Linked DNA regions of Sus scrofa: region 1 is linked to region 2. Evidence: chromatin contacts called from public promoter capture Hi-C data. All regions are on one chromosome and are shown on one strand. Each heading gives the region's core, a stretch centred on a gene start, on an enhancer-like site or on the middle of the called end of the contact. The rest is flanking DNA. Distances are from core to core; before and after follow the strand shown. Region 1 holds the start of NOP53 (glioma tumor suppressor candidate region gene 2 protein). Region 2 holds the start of KPTN (kaptin).

Region 1 (2,700 bases), core at 156-2,655, 200 kb after region 2:
GCTCTCCCTGCAACCCCCTGGGAAGGAGAGCCCAGGGCAGGACCTCAGGGGGGCTCCCCTCCAGGCTCTCCGGGGTGGAGGCCATGACTCAATGCGGCGGGAGCCTGATGACTCAGGCCCGGGCTGGGGGCCAGACCGACATATTTTCCAAAGAAAAGTTTCTCTGGGGCCCTCCCTCCGGGACATCCCTCCCTTCTACCTCCTGCCGCGGGGGCCTGGGAACCAAGCCCTGGGGCGCCCGCGCGCGCGCGCCCCCGCCCTCGTCCACCCAACCTAGGTACACAGCTCTTGACACGTAACACTGGGGACCAACGGGCACTCGGAGGGGAGGAGGGGACGCTGCCCAACAGGACCGCCAAGTGTGCGCTCGCTCACGCCCGGGGGCTCTGGCCTCCGCTCTGCAGCGGACCCCGCTCGCGGTCCGCCGACTCACACCCAGGGCCACACCCACGGCGCCCCGGGACACGCTGGCCTCGCGCCCTTCCCGCCCACGCTCGCGCGGTGGCGCAGCTCCCGGCGCCCCCTGGCGGACACCCTGCAGCAAGGCTGGCTGGTGGCGACTGCAATCCCGGTCCCAGGTGGTAGGTGATCAGGTCTCCAAGGGCCACAATCCGGGCCTATCACCTTCCCGATGCGGAGTTGCGCTGCGTGGCGCCTTCCCGCTCTGTACCTTTTTCCTTCTCGAGTGGAGAACGGCCTTTAGGAGGCTCTCGATCCCTATGGATGGTTGCCAGGGCCCCTGAGCTTCCTTCCTTATTTGTAAACAGCAAAAATTGATTGTAAGATGAAATCTCAGGGAGTGAGGCAGTAACAATAGCTAACAATGAGATGCCACGCACAACCTTAAGGGCTTTGTATGTATTACCCTGTTTTAGCTCCAGAATAACCTATGAGGCAGATGTACCATTACCGCCCCCATTTCACAGATGAAGCAAATGAAGCACTGCTCCGTAGCTTAGAAAAGACTCATTCGGAGCCTGCGCTTCTAGAGTTTCTAACATTCCTCGCATGTAACCTTCTGTGTTCCCAACCTTGACATTCAAAAAGCTCTCGGATTTCCAAGATTCTTAGGGTTGGAACGTGGAAAGACGCATTTTGAGACTGGAACGTGTCTTGTGCCAAATCTGTCATGGTTCTAACTTTTCTTAAGAAAACTAGATTGTTTTGAAATAAAAAAATTAAAAATAATACTCAGATTTTAAAAGTATCCCTGGGCGGCCGGGAGAGGTGCGTCGCTGAGAGCTAGAGCCCCAAACTTACAACCTGGATCTGACCCGAATAACAGAGGAAGAAGGGCGGCCTCCACGCCCCTCTGCGGCTCCAGCCACCTTACCAAGATGGCGGCCACCGGAAGGAGGTCATGGGAGAGGGCGGGGGGCCGGCGCGCGCATGCGCGAAGTCGACTTTCAGGGTGCTGGCGGCCAAGTGCTTCCTTTAACAAGATGGCGGCGGGAAGTAGTGCCGCTGGCGGTGCGCGCTGCTCAAAAAGCGAGGCCGACTCTGGCTTCCTGGGGCTGCGGCCCACTTCGGTGGACCCAGCCTTGAGGCGGCGGCGGCGAGGCCCAAGAAATAAGAAGCGGGGGTGGCGGCGGCTCGCTCAGGAGCCGCTGGGACTGGAGGTCGACCAGTTCCTGGAGGACGTGCGGCTGCAGGAGCGCACGAGCGGGTGCGTGGGGCGGGACTTCCGGGAGCTGAGCCTGGTTCTGGGTGGCGGGGTGCGAGGCCGAGCTGCTGGGGGGACTTCCGGGGGTCAGGAAGCGCGGGTCCCGGCAGCGCTGGGAAGTGGCGGGGATGGGGACGTGATAGGTTTACCGGTTAGAAGACTCCCAGTTAAATTAGAACCTAGGTAAACAACGAATACATTCTAGTATTACTGTGCCCCTCGCCCCCACCCAAGCTTAGCGCGTTTTAAGTATTAAGTTCCGCAAAGTGGAGGGATGGGGCCCTGACCTGGAGGGGTCTCATGGGGGAAGAGCGTGTCCGAATGAGCATAATGGGATAGCTGGGCCCTGAGGGGTTAAATCTGCACCTTCTGCAGCAGTTTGCTTCCTCCCAACTTCTGTGGCTGATATTCTGCGTTTGCATTTCCCAGTGGCTTGATATCAGAGGCCCCGGATGAAAAACTCTTCTTCGTGGACACTGGCTCCAAGAATAAAGGTGAGGAAGGGTGGCATCGTGTGGTCACGATTAGTCGTTATCTAGTTCATCTCAACTTGTGAAAGAATCTGTGTTAATGATGTGGCTTGGGTGACAAACAGCTGCTGAAAAGGGTCTTTACTGTAGACTAGAAGGCCTGGAATGAACAGAAAGCAAGCTAGAGGAGTTCCCTGGCGGCCTAGCAGGTTATGGATCTGGCTTTGTCACTGTTGGGGCGCAGGTCATGGCTGTGGTGTGGGTTTGATCCCTGGCCTACGAACTTCCGCATGTTGCAGATGTGGCCAAAAAAACGCAAGTTAGCAACTACCTTCAAGAACTCATTTTCTTTTTGAGGTTTTGGAGATCTCAGTGGCCAGAGAAGCCAGCAGCAGTGTGCGCCGATGAGTAAATAAGACATAAATTAGGAGGTTAATTTGCAGAAAAGCAAGTCAAGGCTGGGGGGTGAGAAATCAGGCCCGTTTTGGTTAGTGAGGTATGCTTTAAAGAGAACAGAAGGGAGTGCCCATGGTGGCTCATCAGTAATGAATCTGACTAGCATCGCTG
Region 2 (2,700 bases), core at 106-2,605:
CTGGGTACCTTGATGAACGTGATCCCCACAACCAGGCCTCGCTTTGGGGGCGATTTGTTGAAGGTGTCGATGGAGACAATCTCTGCATCCACTGAGAGAGGACAGTTCAAAGCTGGTGTTTCAGTCAGACTCCTAACCCCAATCTTCTCAATGATGGTGACCTCTGACCTCTAGGACTCAGTAATCTTCTCACTACCGCAAATTATCATGACCTCTGGGTCCCAGTGAGTCCTGATCATCCTCACCATGGCAGGGAGGGATCCTGGTTTCCGCGTCTGGGGAATCCTCAACCCAAACCACTTCAGGCCCCTATTATCCCTGTCCTCTGACCCCAATGCCTGCAGATTATCAGCCCTGACCCCCTTCAGTCACATCAACCTGATCTCATTTTCCCGTCATGGTGATCCAGCTCAGACAGAGCCTCAGAAACCTTCACAACACAACATTCCAGGCCCCCAGCCCCATGGCGCCACGCACCGGGAATGTAATTGAACTGCAGCTCCTTGGCCACGGGCCGGATTTTCTGTCGGAGGTCTTGGTAGCGGAAGCCCAGCACCTTGCCTTTAAGGGTGGCGGCCAGCAGCTCCCCGCGCCCGCCCGCGCCGCCCGCCAGCCCGTATACATTGCTCTGCGACGAGAAGCGCGTGAAGCTGTCCTCGCGCAGCGGACAAGGCCCCGCGGCCACAGCCACCTCCCCCATCACGCCCCTCAGCCGCGCATTCCGGTACCCTTCGCTGCGGTCCGCTCTACCCCATGGAGCGCCAGGCGCCCGCCGGTCGCGCAGACTGATGACGTAGAGAAGCCGTCGTCTCTGCCCTTTGCCAAAATGGCCGCCAGCCGGGCCGCCTGGGCTTCCCAACAGATTTTGTGCCAACGTGCCTGCGCCCTCCTCCCTGTGCCTTTTTCAGGGCCAGGCGACTGATGATGGCCTGCAGATGCGGGCTGAGGTGGTGACCCTTGCTGTGGTCTTGCGGAAGGCAGAATAAGAAGAACTGGGAGTTCCCAGTGGTGTCTCAGTGGTACGAACCTGACTAGGAGCCATGAGGATGAGGATCCTGGCCTTGCTCAGTGGGTTAAGGATCCAGCGTTGCTGTGAGCTGTGTAGCAGACGCGGCTCGGATCCCACGGTGCGGTGGCTGTAGGCCAGCAGCCATAGCTTCTATTCGACCCCTAGCCTGGAAACATCCATATGCTGCAGGTGCGGCCCTAAAAAGAACCATAAAACTCAATATAGCCCTTAGGTGCCATTAGCAGTTTTACACGTTTTCCATCGACGGGTTTACTTAAAACTCACAAGCAGGCTGAGGTAGGTACTCCATGTTTTATAGATAAAGAAATCGAGGCATAGGAGTTCCCGTCGTGGCTCAGTGGTTAACGAATCTGACTAGGAACCATGAGGTTGCAGGTTCGATCCCTGGCCTCGCTCAGCAGGTTAAGGATCCGGCACTGCCGTGAGCTGCGGTGTAAGTCGCAGACGCGGTTTGGACTCCGCGTTGCTGTGGCTCTGGCGTAGGCCGGTGGCTACAGCTCCGATTCGACCCCTAGCCTGGGAACCTCCATATGCTGTGGGAGCAGCCCTGGAAAAGGCAGAAAGACAAAAAAAAAAAAAAAAAATCGAGGCATAGACAGGTAAAGTAATTCATTTAAGATCACAGTCAGTATGAAGCTGTCAGTATTAGAACACAGCAAGAGAGCTCCATGGCTTATTTTAATCACATCACCTTTAAAAAGGTGAAATGCATTCTTCTTACCCCAAGGGAAAAAGATCTAGCTGTCCTGGCACATCACCACCACCTTCTTCACCGAAAGCCTACTTTATGCAGTCACGTTGCCTCATTATCTCATTGAATGCTCACAAGTACCCTGATCTGTTACCCCACATTTATTCAGCATTTACTGAGCAGTCACTCTGTACCAAGACATCCTTTGCAAATTCATCTCAATAAACTTGCAACAACACTGGAAAGAGGTTGACTATTCCAACTTATAGAGAATGAAGTAGAGGCTGGGGGAGATTACGTCCCTTGACTGATATGATAGGAAGTGGTGGATGGAAACAGGATGGAAACCAAGGTCTTTCTGACTCTGAGTCTTCTGGGATACCTGTATATGCCTTTTTTGTCCCTAAAAGGGCACCAGGAGTTTGCGGACTCTCTAATATTATTGCCAGAAGACGAACTGGCCAGCTGTCGCCGGCCACCTTGAGTAATCTGTCACCCCCTTCCACACAGAAAGAGAACACAGACTGCAAGAGCCTCACAGACGGTGACTAGACCTCCCTTGGTCACGGTCAGATCCCCCAGCACCTGGACCACAAGGCCTGACATGGAACATTTAGTAAATACGTTTAAGAACCCAAAACTATGTACCAGGCCCTTTGCCAAGCAACAGGGACATTGCTGCATTAGAGATATGCGTGTTCTCAGAGGCAGACTGGATCTGGAGAGCGGTATAAAGGAGTTTGTGTCAACTTCAGACCTGGCTATGCTGTTTAACGCTGGGGTCCCAGGGTTTGGACCAGGACACGGCACACAGTAGGTGCTTGGTAAATACTTGCTCGGTAAATAGGTGTGGGGTCTGGTTCTGCCACTTCTGAAGAATGTTTTCTTCAGGCTGCTTCTACCTCCCTGGGTAACTGCTAAACCACATTCCCTTAACGTTGTTGAATGAGTGAATACACAAATCAAGCTATGGGTTGGA

The links. Promoter capture Hi-C pulls out the DNA fragments that hold promoters and counts their contacts.
Region 1: a contact with region 2 is called in a promoter capture Hi-C map of liver, with 2.3 times the contacts expected there. The contact joins the promoter of NOP53 here to the promoter of KPTN in region 2. A contact is called at or near these places in 1 of 5 promoter capture datasets (liver) and 1 of 2 datasets of contacts at active chromatin or transcription factors (alveolar macrophages).

The regions. Positions count from the first base shown.
Region 1 is chr6:53,442,048-53,444,747 of Sscrofa11.1, forward strand. It overlaps NOP53 (glioma tumor suppressor candidate region gene 2 protein), which reads left to right and starts at 1,406. Exons shown (of 12, transcript XM_021094646.1): 1 at 1,406-1,666; 2 at 2,093-2,157. The coding sequence starts at 1,443.
Region 2 is chr6:53,245,103-53,247,802 of Sscrofa11.1, forward strand. KPTN (kaptin) reads right to left here and starts at 1,356. Exons shown (of 12, transcript XM_003127264.5): 1 at 478-1,356; 2 at 9-91. The coding sequence starts at 700.